Regions from separate parts of the Mus musculus genome. Here region 2 is linked to region 1. The links are chromatin contacts, called in public promoter capture Hi-C maps. All regions are on one chromosome and are shown on one strand. Each heading gives the region's core, a stretch centred on a gene start, on an enhancer-like site or on the middle of the called end of the contact. The rest is flanking DNA. Distances are from core to core; before and after follow the strand shown.

Region 1 (6,267 bases), core at 1,978-4,477:
GTTACTGTTTATGTCACCGTTTCCAGTCTCTCATGGGCTCCAGGCATTCCGAACCGTTGGTACTTTCTCTACACAAAGAATCTCTATTTTGTGACTTCTCTTCAGCACAGAAGAGCTAAAGTGACAAAACTTTAAAAATTACCTGTGAGGTAAAATTACTCTTCTGTCAACCCCACAGTTTTCTGTGAAAACAATGGGATTGTTTTGAATCACACAAACTTGTTTTAAAAGCAGGGGCTGCTGAAACATTTCATTTTCTTCATATGTATGAGTATGTGATATACATAGCTATGTATATGCATGTACGTGTGCATGTGCTTGTGTGTGTGCGTGCATGTGTGTGCATGTGTGCATGTGCATGTGCTCATGTGTGTATGTGTGTGTGCGTGTGTGTCCCTGTCCATGTCTGCTCCTAAAGAGGTCTGCAAGTGATATTAGGAATCTTTCCCATTGCTTTGCCTGTATGGATGGTGCAGCTTGATAGCTTGCTGGGGCGGAGCGATCCCTGCCTCCACCTTCCAAGGTTGAACTGCCGAGTGAGTCAACCCAAACTCAGCATTTATATGACTTCTAGGTCCTGTGGTAGAAGGAGTCTGATTTGGGGAAGTGCAAGAATTCTGAAACAGCAGGATGGATAATGTCTAAGGAGAACAGGAAAGCAAAGACTCAGAACTAGGATTTATGTGAACTCTGGTCTTCATGCTTGTACACCTCCCCAGACCCGTGTCACATTCACTATTGGTTCAACGTATCACTTTTCTTTCTTCAGATTCATTTAACTAAGGTGTTTACCACAATACCACCCAATACTCCTGAGGGTATGGTAAGACATAACACACAGGCATATGTTACTTCCAGGAGTGCAAACTGCTTTAAAAATGTTGAAAGAAGTATAAACAAAAGTAGCATTAAACTCAGCACATCATCCAGGAGCGGCGTCACACACACACCTACCTACCTGAGAGGCAGAAAGGTCACAGGTTCAAGGCCAGCCTGAGTCTAACTTCTTAAAATGACAAAAGTCAAGATATTTTAAAGAATGTATATTTTTTGAACTAATTACTTTACTTCTAAAAATATAAGCTAGCCAACAAGACACTTCCCAATGAAGTACTTAATAACGTTCATACCCTGAGTAAACAGTCAGGTGTGTTATCTTCTGCCTTTCTGTAGGTCCACAGTATAGTATCTGCAGTCAGAAGATATCTTGGCTTCCCAAACCTTTAATGAATATTCTCTACTTAGATTTTACTCTCTCGTGGGATTTTTATTTAGGAGAACAAGTAAATAATCCACCAAGAGCCTCCGGGAGTGCAGCCTGAATATCTACACACGGCTCACTCAGCTGCTAATGCTGTTGGAAGAGGTGTTAACAGTATATTTATTGATATGTATATGTGTGCCTACTTGAGTTTATGTGCACCACATGCGTGGAGGAGCCCATGGAAGGCAGAATAGGGTGTCTGGTCTCCTGGAACTGGAGTTACAGGCAGTTGTGAGCCACCATGTAGGACCTGGGAACTGAACCCCTGTTCTCTACAAGTTAGGTAGAGTTCTTAATCATTGAACCATCTCTCCAACCCCCAGACTTCAGCCTTAAAACCAAGTTTCCAAGAGAACAAAGCCCTTCTAAAAAATCACTGAGCTAAGGAGCCTCCAAAATAATGCATGCAGCCAAGAAAATATTTCCATAAGTAAAGCTGCCTTTTGTTAAGGGAGGCCAAACTAGAAGACTGATAACGCCTATTTGTGTACACACCCCAGTAGAGAGGCTCTTACCATAATACTACATAATAGTGTTTGCTTTTCCCCAAGAACCAGTTTTCCTCCCTTTCCAGGATTGCCCATGGTTGAGAATGGTCTGCATCATTCTTGAGTTTGGGCATGATTTCAAGTGTGATGTTTTTAAAGCCAAATGGATTCATAGCATTGCCCTGTGTAAGAGACTTACAGCCTACACAAAAGAACCCTCATTGTTTTCTTAAGTATTTAGTTCAGTCCAGTTTGGGGTTGGTCCTAATTGTGTTCATTTTATTGGAACTTTTGAGGTGGGGATGAGAAACAAAACTTGCCACGAAACAAAGCTTTGATGACAGAAAAGCAACAGATGATTAAATGGGAGCTAAAACCCATCTTGTACTCTCGCAGTCCTGACATCTCTTTGATAGATCGCTATTGGCAACGCTATACACATCCCCTGCATCTCTTGTCCTCCCTCCCCCCCCATTCTCCCTCCATCGTTCATTCTGCATATAACATATACAGCCACATGTCTCTATCACTGAGAAAGGATCAATCGTCTTCCCTACGCTGCTGAGACATACAATATTTATCACAGCTTATAGAAGAGAAGCAAAGAAACTCTAAGGATATTCCCTTCAGCTGTGTTTCTGTTGAAGGAGCAGGAGCATTCCAGGCCTCCTCAACCTCACCCCATTGTCAGCCAAGCCTAACATAACTTGTATCACAATAAGCCCGATACACTCAGATACCCACCGGCCACTGCAGAGGAAAGGAGACCTGGTTATTGGTGATCTTCCTTGCTATATTAAACACAACTCCCATTAGGCAAACTCCTTTCCATTTCTTTAAACCTCTCAATACCTTGTAAATCAAATATTTATCAGCCGAGAACCTCTCTTCTGGCTCTCTGATGTTTCAGCTCTGACAAAGTTGGCCACTAGCCAGTTGGTGGAGAAACCGGCAAGAGGAAATCCGACACAAGGAAGAAAGAAAACTCTTTCATTTTTATTTCACAGGAACAAAGTGCCAACAACGCACCCCCACACACAAAGACACACAAGATCTTTCTTTCTTTTTTTTTTTTAACTTGCCCTCGTGGAAATGTTTGCATGGAGTAAGAAGGGCCAACCTCGTCAACAAATATTTACTGGGCATTCATCACGGCGTCCACATGACTTCAGAACCTTACAGGTCGTAGGAAGATTTTCTCAGCTACTGTTAAGAGGGTGCAAGTTGATACTGCCATGCATATTAAACTCTGAGATTGACAAATGTGGAAATGATTGCATAAGCCACGGCTTTGTGAGAGAAGAATCAAGAATTCTGCTTATGAGGGAAAATATGCTAAAGGAGAAAAGCTCTGAACCCTGACTTAAAACAAAGCAAAGCAAAAGAAAGCCCAGAATCCATATGGTGAGTGGGCAGAGGGAGATGATGGATCTACAGAAGGCTACATGGCATCCTTCCAGGGAATGCGTCATCCCTGAGAATCACAATGTAGACATGCAGAGTGCTTTATATGCTGACAATTAGATGGTAGTGTAAAGGGACACACTGGATGTATCTGCAGAATTAAGGATCACGCAGTTGATGCAGTTATTAAGCACTTTGAACACAAATTTTATTGCCAAACAGCAAAGGTTAACTTCTCCTTTGATCTCTGGCATTCAACAGAATGACAAATGGTATGTGTGCCTATGTGGTGGTGTGTGTGTGTGTGTGTCTGTGTGTGGGGGGTGTGTGAGTGTGGTGTGTGTGTGGTATGAGTGTGTATCTGTGTGTGTGTGGTGTGTGTGTATGTGTGTGTCTGTGTGTGTGTGCTGTGTGAGTGTAGTATGTGTGTGGTATGAGTGTGTATCTGTGTGTGTGGGGTGTGTGTGTGTGTGTGTGTGTGTGTGTGTGTGTGTGTGTGTGTGTGTGTGTGTGTGTGTTGTGTGTGTGTGTGTGTGTGTGTTGTGTGGTGTGTGTGTGTGTGTGTGTGTGTGTGTGTGTGTGTGTTGTGTGTTGTGGGGTGTGTGTGTGTGTGTGTGTGGTGTGTGTGTGTGTGTGTGTGTGTGTGTGTGTGTGTGTATACACATACATGTAAAGGCTAGAGGTAGATATCAGGTGCATTCCAAGGTCATTCATATGTTTATTCTCTGAGCCTGAACTCTTTAACTCAGCCATTCTGGCTGGCCAAGGAGCTTAGGATCTTCCTGTCTTTTTCCTTCCCAGTGCTGGTGGGAGCTACATCCAGCTTTCTAGGTGGGTACTGCAGGTCTGAATTCAGTAGAAAAAAAATGAAAATTAATGGAAACCAGGAGTCTATGACTGCCATTAGTCAAAAAGTCAATACAGAATGAATGGCTTTTAATTTGTGGAAGAAAACCATGGGACAACGGTCTTTATGCTAGCACAGTAGACACTCTACCTAAGAAGCCATCCCCTTATCCTCCAAGAAAATGTGTGCCTGCCAGGAATTCATTGGTGGAAGGTTCCTATCAATGGGTTAAGAGGTAGACTCAAGCCATCATGTTTCTCTGAAACTCCTAAGATGCCACTATTGCATAACTAAAGTATGATCCAGCACAGTTTAGCGGCAAAATTCTTAAAACAATTAGCATGAGGTCCCCACATCAGCAAGTCCACCTAACATATTGAAATTTGAACCTTTAGCCTACCATATACTTTCCATTTTCAGAATAAACATTTCCAGTTTGGGGGGAAAAAAAGGAAAACCAGTGACCATGTCCCTTCTAGACTCCACAACTAATGAACGTCAGTTTACTCTAGCCCCGTTTGTAGAACAAATGTAAAAACTTTTATGTGGACTGAGGGGTCCTCACTTTCAGAAGGGTAAATGGAACTCAGAAGATGTCGAGCCAAATAATCATTGCTCTGTTAACAGATGAGCGTAGGTCATGGCGGAACACATGCACATGTGCATGCAGCTAAACGACAGGAGAGAGAAGTTAACATTCTAGTCCCAGCCCCTGTATGCAGTGCCTACAGGGCACCAGACACATCGCTAGGATGCTGGGCACAGGACAAACCTTTCCTTCATGAATTTCAAATATTATAGAAAATAAATTCGAGTGCAAGACACTATGATGTTTATGTTTAGTTCTGGGAAGAAAACCAAAAAAAAGTGCCATGATAAGAGAAAGATGGTTCCAGGCAAGGGAGGCAGAAGAGGTCTTCTTAAACTCATGGCATTTAACATTCAGGATTCCCATTAAGACTATTGATGGCTAGATGAAGAAGAGGGGAGGAGCAAGTCTGGAATGTGAGAAAAGTCAGAAGCCAGCTTAAGTATCTTGGATCATCAGTAAACTGGAAGGCTTAAGCTTCAATATTTCAAACGGTGCTCTCTCTTCTACAGTTCTACAGAGAGCAGAACCAAGGAATCAATTGCAAGAAGAAAAGCATCTTAAGCCACAGTGACAGGCATCCCACTGTCACGGGTGGGAAAGGGCTGCTTGTCTAACTCCAACTCTACCAATCAGCTTACAGATATGCCCAGAAATAGGATGAGTCACCTCTTCATATTAGTAACAAGGGCCTCCAAGTCAACATATCAACTAAATCACATTTCTTAAACATGTCATTCAAATGGGGGAAAAAACATAATAGCTAAAAACGCATGAGTGTACAATGAACAAAGCAGACATGAGTCAAGTATTGTCATTAGTCATGAAGACAGAATAGGAACTCACGGCTCTTATGTTGTGGAAGAAAACCTTGGTTTACATAGAGAAAAATATCACCAAATCTAACTTCAATGGACTCAAAACCCTGTAATATAGAAACAGGGAGCTAGCTGACAAGCCTGGCTGCCTTTCAATAGGGATTTAATAGCACAAAGCTATCAAGTTTCTTTGGAGTATATTCCGTTACTCTTCTAAGTATGCTGCAAAGGTATTTGCTATGTAATATCATACACAAAATAAAAGTCTTTTATCAAAAGGAATAAGCTACATACAAAGTTGGCTATGGCAATCCTTCTAGAATTTTCTTTTGGTTGATCTCTTACTCTCAAAAATCAATAAATTATCAGGGGACTTTCCACATTGCAGTATGAATTAAAAATCAGACATCAAAGTATCTCTCTCCTCCAGGAAGGAGCAGGTTTGTTTCATAAAGTTTTCTGCTGTATTTATTTTTAGATTTTATATATTTATACCTATAGATATAGATATATAGATATCACAGAAAGATGAATATTTTTGTAAAAATTCATCTTTTCCATATATTCAAGACCAATACCTAAACAATAACAGAAAGGAAAGCCTGTCTGTCTGTCTGTCTTGGCGTTTGAGAAGCTGACAAGTTATCCTCTTTCAGTGCTAGGAGGCAGAGACAGGAAGATCCTGGATGCTCAGTGGTCAGCTAGCCTAGCCAACTGGTGACCACCCAGGTTCTGGGAGGGAACCTATCTCTAAATAAATAAATAAATAAATAAATAAATAAATAAATAAATAAATAAATAAATAAATAAATAAATAAATAAGCTGGAGGTGAACAGGGAAGGACATTCAACACCAA
Region 2 (6,267 bases), core at 2,606-5,105, 490 kb before region 1:
GTAGAACTTAATGAGGTCCATTAGAGCCGTATGTACGGCCTCCTTTAACAGAACTTGTCAGCTTCTTGGATGAGCTGAAGGAAGCTGCTAACTAGGGACCTGGCGAGGTGTTTAAATACTGGAGGAGCCGCTCTGGCCCACTCAGGGTTTGTATGCAGTTCAGGAAGAAAGTAAGAAAGAGCAAAGCACACCAGAGCAAGGAGCAAGGCGAAGGCGGAAGCAAGAGGCTTTTTCTCTTGCGTGGCTGCTGCATCTCCAGGCGTGATGGTGGGAGAGTGTGAACAGGAGTCCTTGTCAACCTCACCCCTTCCTTGACTGACCACTTTGACTGTACCTGGACTTCTAGAGTGGGTGCTGTCTTCCGACTACCCAAAGCGACAACCTGTCTGATACTCCAACCTCCACAGAAGCATCTTTGGGACGCTACAGAAATCACTACTGAACATCCCCACACAAAAGTTATCTGTGGGGTGCGTCTTGCAAAAAGAGACGGCCGAAAACTTGAAGACTTGTTTAGAAACAGGCACACACATACACTGCTTTTTTTTGTGCAAGATCTCTTTTGAGCAAAGGTAAGTAATATATGTCTGATCACCCCCATGTAACCGTCTTCCTGCGTTCTGTGCCCCCCCCCCTCCCTCATAAAGAATCACAATAGAAAAGTCCAGGAAAAGATAGTCTACCTTCTTGGTATTTTATTTTATTTTATTTTTGTATTAGAGAATGTGGAATAGATTGAGTTAAACACTCTCATCAAATGTATAAGTAGCAGAAAGAAGGGGTAGGCAAAAGAAAATCGGGCCAAGAAGATGTAGCTCTCAATGGCAATCTTTTTGCAAAGATTTCCGAAGCATGTGTAATTAAAGTGGGTAGTTTACTCTCAGGAAATGAAGAAAGTGCTTGCCTGGCTGGATCCAACCTTTAGCTTGGCTGAGTAAACAAAACCACAAATTCTTCTTTCACTTTTTCTCCTTGGGAGGAGGGGCTGAGACTTTAGGGGTTACAGGGAGCCAGGAAAACAGGGGTTTGCTGAGGGTTAATGGTGTTTTTCACAAAGTGTCAGCAGAAGATGATTAAATTCCACCTCTTGTTCACCGGATCACTTTGTGTGCACTTGTATATTTCATTGTCGGCGACCACTGGCGATCACATCTGTGCGCATTAAGCATCAAGCCTCTTCATCTGCACGGGGGTTTTTCTGATGATTTTTTTTCTGTGAATAATTCATATGATTATGAAGAGAAAAACTGCTATTTTCTCTCTCTCTCTCTCTCTCTCTCTCTCTCTCTCTCTCTCTTCTGTGGCACAGATTAAAAAAAAATCTTGCTGTAAATTGCGTGATTGGGGAGATAGCCTGCTTTCAAATAATTTAATTCATGACAAAACCTAATTACTGTCAGGTAATACCCTGTCAGCTTTAATGCATTTCATCAGTCATAATGAAAAGAAGAGCATTTTATGACCCATCTAATTATCATTACATTTTAGGGGAAAATGAATGGCATGGAGCTGAATGTTAACTATTCCATTTTATTCTTTTACACATGTGGTTTAGCATATTATTCACTAACTTCACCCCCCCCCTCTCCCTCTCCCTCTCTCTCTCTACAAGTATGGGGTATATGCTAACCCAGAGAGGAAAAGGAGGATGGGGGGAGAGGAAGGGGATGGGATACAATTAGAGCTCTGGATAGTTGCCCTTTTTTAAGGTATCAAAGTGGTTAATGCCTTTGCAGGTTGGTGTTGATATGGGGGATCTTACTGCCACAGTCCAAAAGAGTACTAATTACTGCGAATGATGTCACCGTAGGCAGAGGAATAATCCCATCATTTAATTAGTTGAATGATTTAAACAAAGATTTGCATAGATGCACTCATCAGTTGCCATGAATTACGGAGAAGCAGTTGCCAGCGAGGGGTAACAGATCATACAGTTGGAGGGAAAAAAAACCTCATCCTCCTTGAACATAATTAATTTAATTGTCCTCATTAGCTGTGCCATTTGTTTTGATTTTATTTCTCCCTTTCCCCACACATACTTCTCCCTCCCTCCCTCTTTTCTTCTCAGTACATTGGCTGCTAAAGATAACAGGCAACACACACACACACACACACACACACATACACACACACCAGAGTGTTTTCAGAGTAGATCTGGCTGGAGGGTGGGGTAGGACAAGCAGGGAGCTGTGTGGATGTGTGTGTGTGTGTGTGTGTGTGTGTGTGTGTGTGTGTGCGTGCGCGCACGCCTGAGTACTAGGGCCAGGAAAAGCCAAAACTTAAGAAGTCTGCTTATAGACTGAACAGCTGAAGGGGTTCTCAGTAATCTTCCTGTCTGTGAATTTCGGTATTTTTCAGGTTAGTTCTGAGTTTTGTTGTCTTTGAAAGGGAGAAGAAAGCAAGCCACCTACTATTTTCTTAGGAGCCTTCTGAAGGTTGGGATTAAAAAATAAATTAGACCGGCTATGCCAGGACTTTGGATATAGGGAAGCATAATTTAACATAAATATTCAAGGGGGACTGCTTTAGTGTGTGTGTGTGTGTGTGTGTGTGTGTATATATATATATGTATATATATATATATATATAATTTGATAGATCGGATAGATAGATAGATAGATAGATAGATAGATAGATAGATATTAAAATTGATGTTACAGAAGTAGCAAAGTTTTTCTGTATTGTTTGAAGGGTGTTTTGTGGGTAGTGTTTTTTTGGGGTGGGTGGGTAGTTCAACAATTGATCCTGTCTTGGCACTGAGAGCATCACATCCAGTGTCATTCAAACTGGCACTATTTTTAAGCTTAACCTTTTGACAAGGCTTTGTGAGAGATGCTGAGAGGACCTTGATAGAGACACCAAAGTGGGCGATAGCTGAAGTTTAAAAACTTAGAAAAAGGAGATGGTTTAAAGCTACCAGTGACCTATAGAGCATCGGAGTGCAGGGAAGAGGTTAAGAGTAATGGGAAAAATTTAGAGGCAAAAATAAAAGGATGTACCCAGGCCTTAAAATAAGTGTATGAAGGCAGGGTGTAGGTGGGCAAGTGGCCAGGGGACCGGCTTAGTCCTGGAAGTCTGGCTCAGCTTCCTGGGGACTAACACTGAAGCAGGTTTCAAAGTCAAGTATTCACCTATCTGTAGTAAGTGTGTTTCAGTGGCCACTTTGGGTTCAGCACCTGGTATGGGGTACAAGTTCACAGTCTGACTCCTGGGGCCATTCGAGAGAGAGGAAAGGGTGTGTGGCACTGCCTGGCCTGAGTTTACATGACAAGGCATTCTGCACAGGGACTTCAGAGAGTTTCTAAACAGAATTCATAGCCCTGGAAACTGCAGACACCCCCAGACATTTACTAAAAGGAGGGCTGTGCAGTTTTCCAGTGTTCCCTGGTAGCACTTTGATTCCTTGGCTTTTATTTTAACTTCCTCCACTGGCACTGTCAGTAACAGATTTAGAGGGCAATTTGCTTTCATAGTCCCCATCCTATTCCAAAATGCCCCCGTTATTTTAGGAAGCCCTACCCTTCTCCTTTGGAGCTCTTTTGCAGTTCTTCTTGTGGGCGAGTCCTGGAGGTAGGGTCCTTCCAGAGTCCAGTCCTGCAGAGGTCACATTCTCTGTGTGATAGGCATGGGTGGGAGGGGATGTCCCCAGCGTTTGTCAGTAGCATATGCAATGGGTTGTGCTGACTGCACTCCCAGGCTTGTCAATTTTCACCCTGGGAAATTAGCAACAAAGCCTGGATCTGTCTCGTGGCTGCTTTTGCACTTTCCGAGGGCGGCTGTACTTGACTGAGCTGCGGAACAGACAGCAGAGACACAGCGAGAGAGAGAGAGAGAGAGAGAGAGAGAGAGAGAGAGAGAGAGAGAGAGAGAGAGAGAGAGAGAGAGCTCAAGCAAGCTAGCGAGCAAGGGAGCCAGCTAGAGGGAGGGAGAGAAGGAAGAGAGAGAAGAGGGAGGGGTGGGGGCGAGAGGTAAATACTCTTAAATCGGAAGGGAGCTGCCTTCACTGTGGATCTGACAGGCGCTGCCTGGGCTCCGAGGCGCTGTAATAACTGGGTGACCTTTTCTTGGGCTGTATTATGTCTGGCTGGGAAGGGATTGCATTTTGCGGCTGAGAGCCAGGGCTTCCTTCAGCTCGGGCTCCTCGCACACTGCTGGGGTAAGTTGTCAGGAGCCAGGACCAAGAGAGACATCCCCCGGACTGCAGTTGCCTAAAAGAAGGACACCTGTGGCTCGCATGCGGTCCACACTGGTACTTGGCGGATCCTGGAGGACCTCATTATTTTAAACTTAAAAAAATATATAGAGAGAGATTCTACCCCCCGGTTTTTTTTTTTCCTTTTTTTTTTTCAAACAATGTTTCTTTTTGACCTTTCCCAAGGAGAAGCGCTACCAAGCAGCCGCTGGGCTCATTGAACACCCTCCCCTGTATCGCTTAATTGAGAAGGTAAGTCAGGGGTTGTGTACTCACGCGTCGGCTTATTTGTGCTGTGTATGTCTGCTGGTGCGCGCGTGCGTGTGCGGATGTTGGGTGGCTTTTTTTTCTTCTTCTTCCCCATCCTCTCCCAAGAAGGCATAAAGTAAAGCTGCACCCGAACCATCCCCACCACCACTGCAACTTTCACCGGGCTGCAGGTCTGCAGAGAGGGTTTTGTGTTTGTTTGGTTCTGTTTAAATCATGGGAGGCATCATTATTTTTGTGATGAGACATGAAATAGATGTGGGGCGGAAGACGTGGATGCCGGAGGAAGAGAGTGGAGCGCGCGGCTGCAGCGCGACGCAACATCTCAAGTAGGAGTCTAGTGCATAATAGACAAAGTTCATTGGGAGCTGCAACATTCGCACACCCTGACTCTGGAAGAGGGGTTGGGACAGTTTGCAAAGGTTGGGGGCGGGGTGTTGCTACCAGGCTAAGGGAAGTGATATCAGTCTTGGGTATTTTCCCAGACCTTTCTACACCTGCTTGATGAAATGTATGCCTGCCACCCCCAAGAAAGAGTTGAAATTACAACCTTGTTTTTGTCTACACCCCTGCTTCTCCCAATGCAACCTTAATATCAAAACACTGCTTCTGTGTGTTGCAAAAGTGACTGTGTCGTGTTCAGTGGACATAGGTTCCTTGTACCCAAGTGTCTGCATCTTAACAGGGAGAGAGAGAGAGAGAGAGAGAGAGAGAGAGAGAGAGAGAGAGAGAGAGAGAGAGAGAGAGATTCAGCACATTTTAACCGGGGCTACTCAGATTGCTGTTATGAAACACAAGTCAGATTTATGATCTTTTTCATACCGAACACGATATGCTATGCTAACACTGCGTGTGACGGTTTAATCAAATCCATTTGTTACTAGGAAGCTAAAAGGGGCCGCTGGGATTTTAGGATTACAGGCAGAGTGAGGGAAGCATGTGGCTTTGTCATTCGCCATCATTTTACACGCTCCCTCGTCCCTTCCCCCACTGCCTGCCTCCCTAGCCACTAGACCCCAGCTCCCAAAGTGGCTTCACAATAGTGGATCCTGGGCCCTGCATGCTGCTCACCAGATCCACGCTTGGGCCCCAGATCCGAGTGATTCCCTTTTCTACTCTCTGCCTCCGGGCTTGGTGCTCCATGCGAAGCTGCAGCGACTCAGGCACGCCTCAGTCAACTCATGCAGAAACAAGAGAAAAGTTTTGGTAAGGTTACCTTCTATCACAGAGGCACTTTCTCGGGCCGCTAGGCACTCGTGGCTAGCTCCACAGACTGCCCGTTCTTCTCCTGAGGAAGATATGAAATAATATTGTTGCTGCTGCTTTTAAAGACTGCTGCTTTCGACCAATTAATCTCGCTAGGTGCCAAAAATCCTGGTACATTCTTTGCAAAACCACCCCTGCGTGGCTGCAAAGACACAGCCACAAAAGGTTGGATCATAAACTCCGCAAGGAGATTCTTTGTTAGAGTGTATGTATGTTTCTTATTTTTTTTTTTTTATTTTGCATGTGAGCTGCATCAAAATTGAACCCAGTCTTGCAAATCTCTTGTTGGCCTTTGCCAAGCACTAGCACTTTGCTGCCATGGTAACTGTAATTAAACTGATAAGAGTGGGGAAATGTCAGTATCTCTGAGCCTTGCAGCTGCATTGGAGAAAAAGGGAATCAAATTGGTTTCCAGCTCCATTGCTCAAAAAGGGGAGGGTGGTGGAAGGACGCGGAGGGGGTTGGGAGTTGAAGGGGCAGAACAGAGTTAAGCAGCTCCGGTACCAGAGATTTGGGGACATATATTTACACTGTTTCCCCTT

What was found. Promoter capture Hi-C pulls out the DNA fragments that hold promoters and counts their contacts.
Region 2: a promoter capture Hi-C map of hippocampal neurons shows a contact between it and region 1, with 2.3 times the contacts expected there. The contact joins the promoter of Lmo3 here to the enhancer-like site in region 1. A contact is called at or near these places in 2 of 39 promoter capture datasets (hippocampal neurons and pre-B cells), 3 of 115 datasets of contacts at active chromatin or transcription factors (astrocytes, embryonic basal ganglia and embryonic forebrain) and 1 of 9 other capture datasets (liver).

Annotation. Positions count from the first base shown.
Region 1 is chr6:137,931,986-137,938,252 of GRCm38.p6, reverse strand. No RefSeq gene overlaps it. Among named protein-coding and RNA genes, the nearest start is that of Gm38552, 78 kb to the right of the region's middle. Within about 2 kb of position 3,227, at least 34 of the 459 cell types and tissues checked have an H3K27ac peak or open chromatin away from gene starts, as enhancers often do. A contact at or near this core is called in hippocampal neurons, where this site is marked.
Region 2 is chr6:138,420,618-138,426,884 of GRCm38.p6, reverse strand. It overlaps Lmo3 (LIM domain only 3), which reads left to right and starts at 3,855. Exons shown (of 4, transcript NM_001356306.1): 1 at 3,855-4,444. A830011K09Rik (RIKEN cDNA A830011K09 gene) reads right to left here and starts at 3,780. Exons shown (of 4, transcript NR_126073.1): 1 at 3,520-3,780; 2 at 1,085-1,213.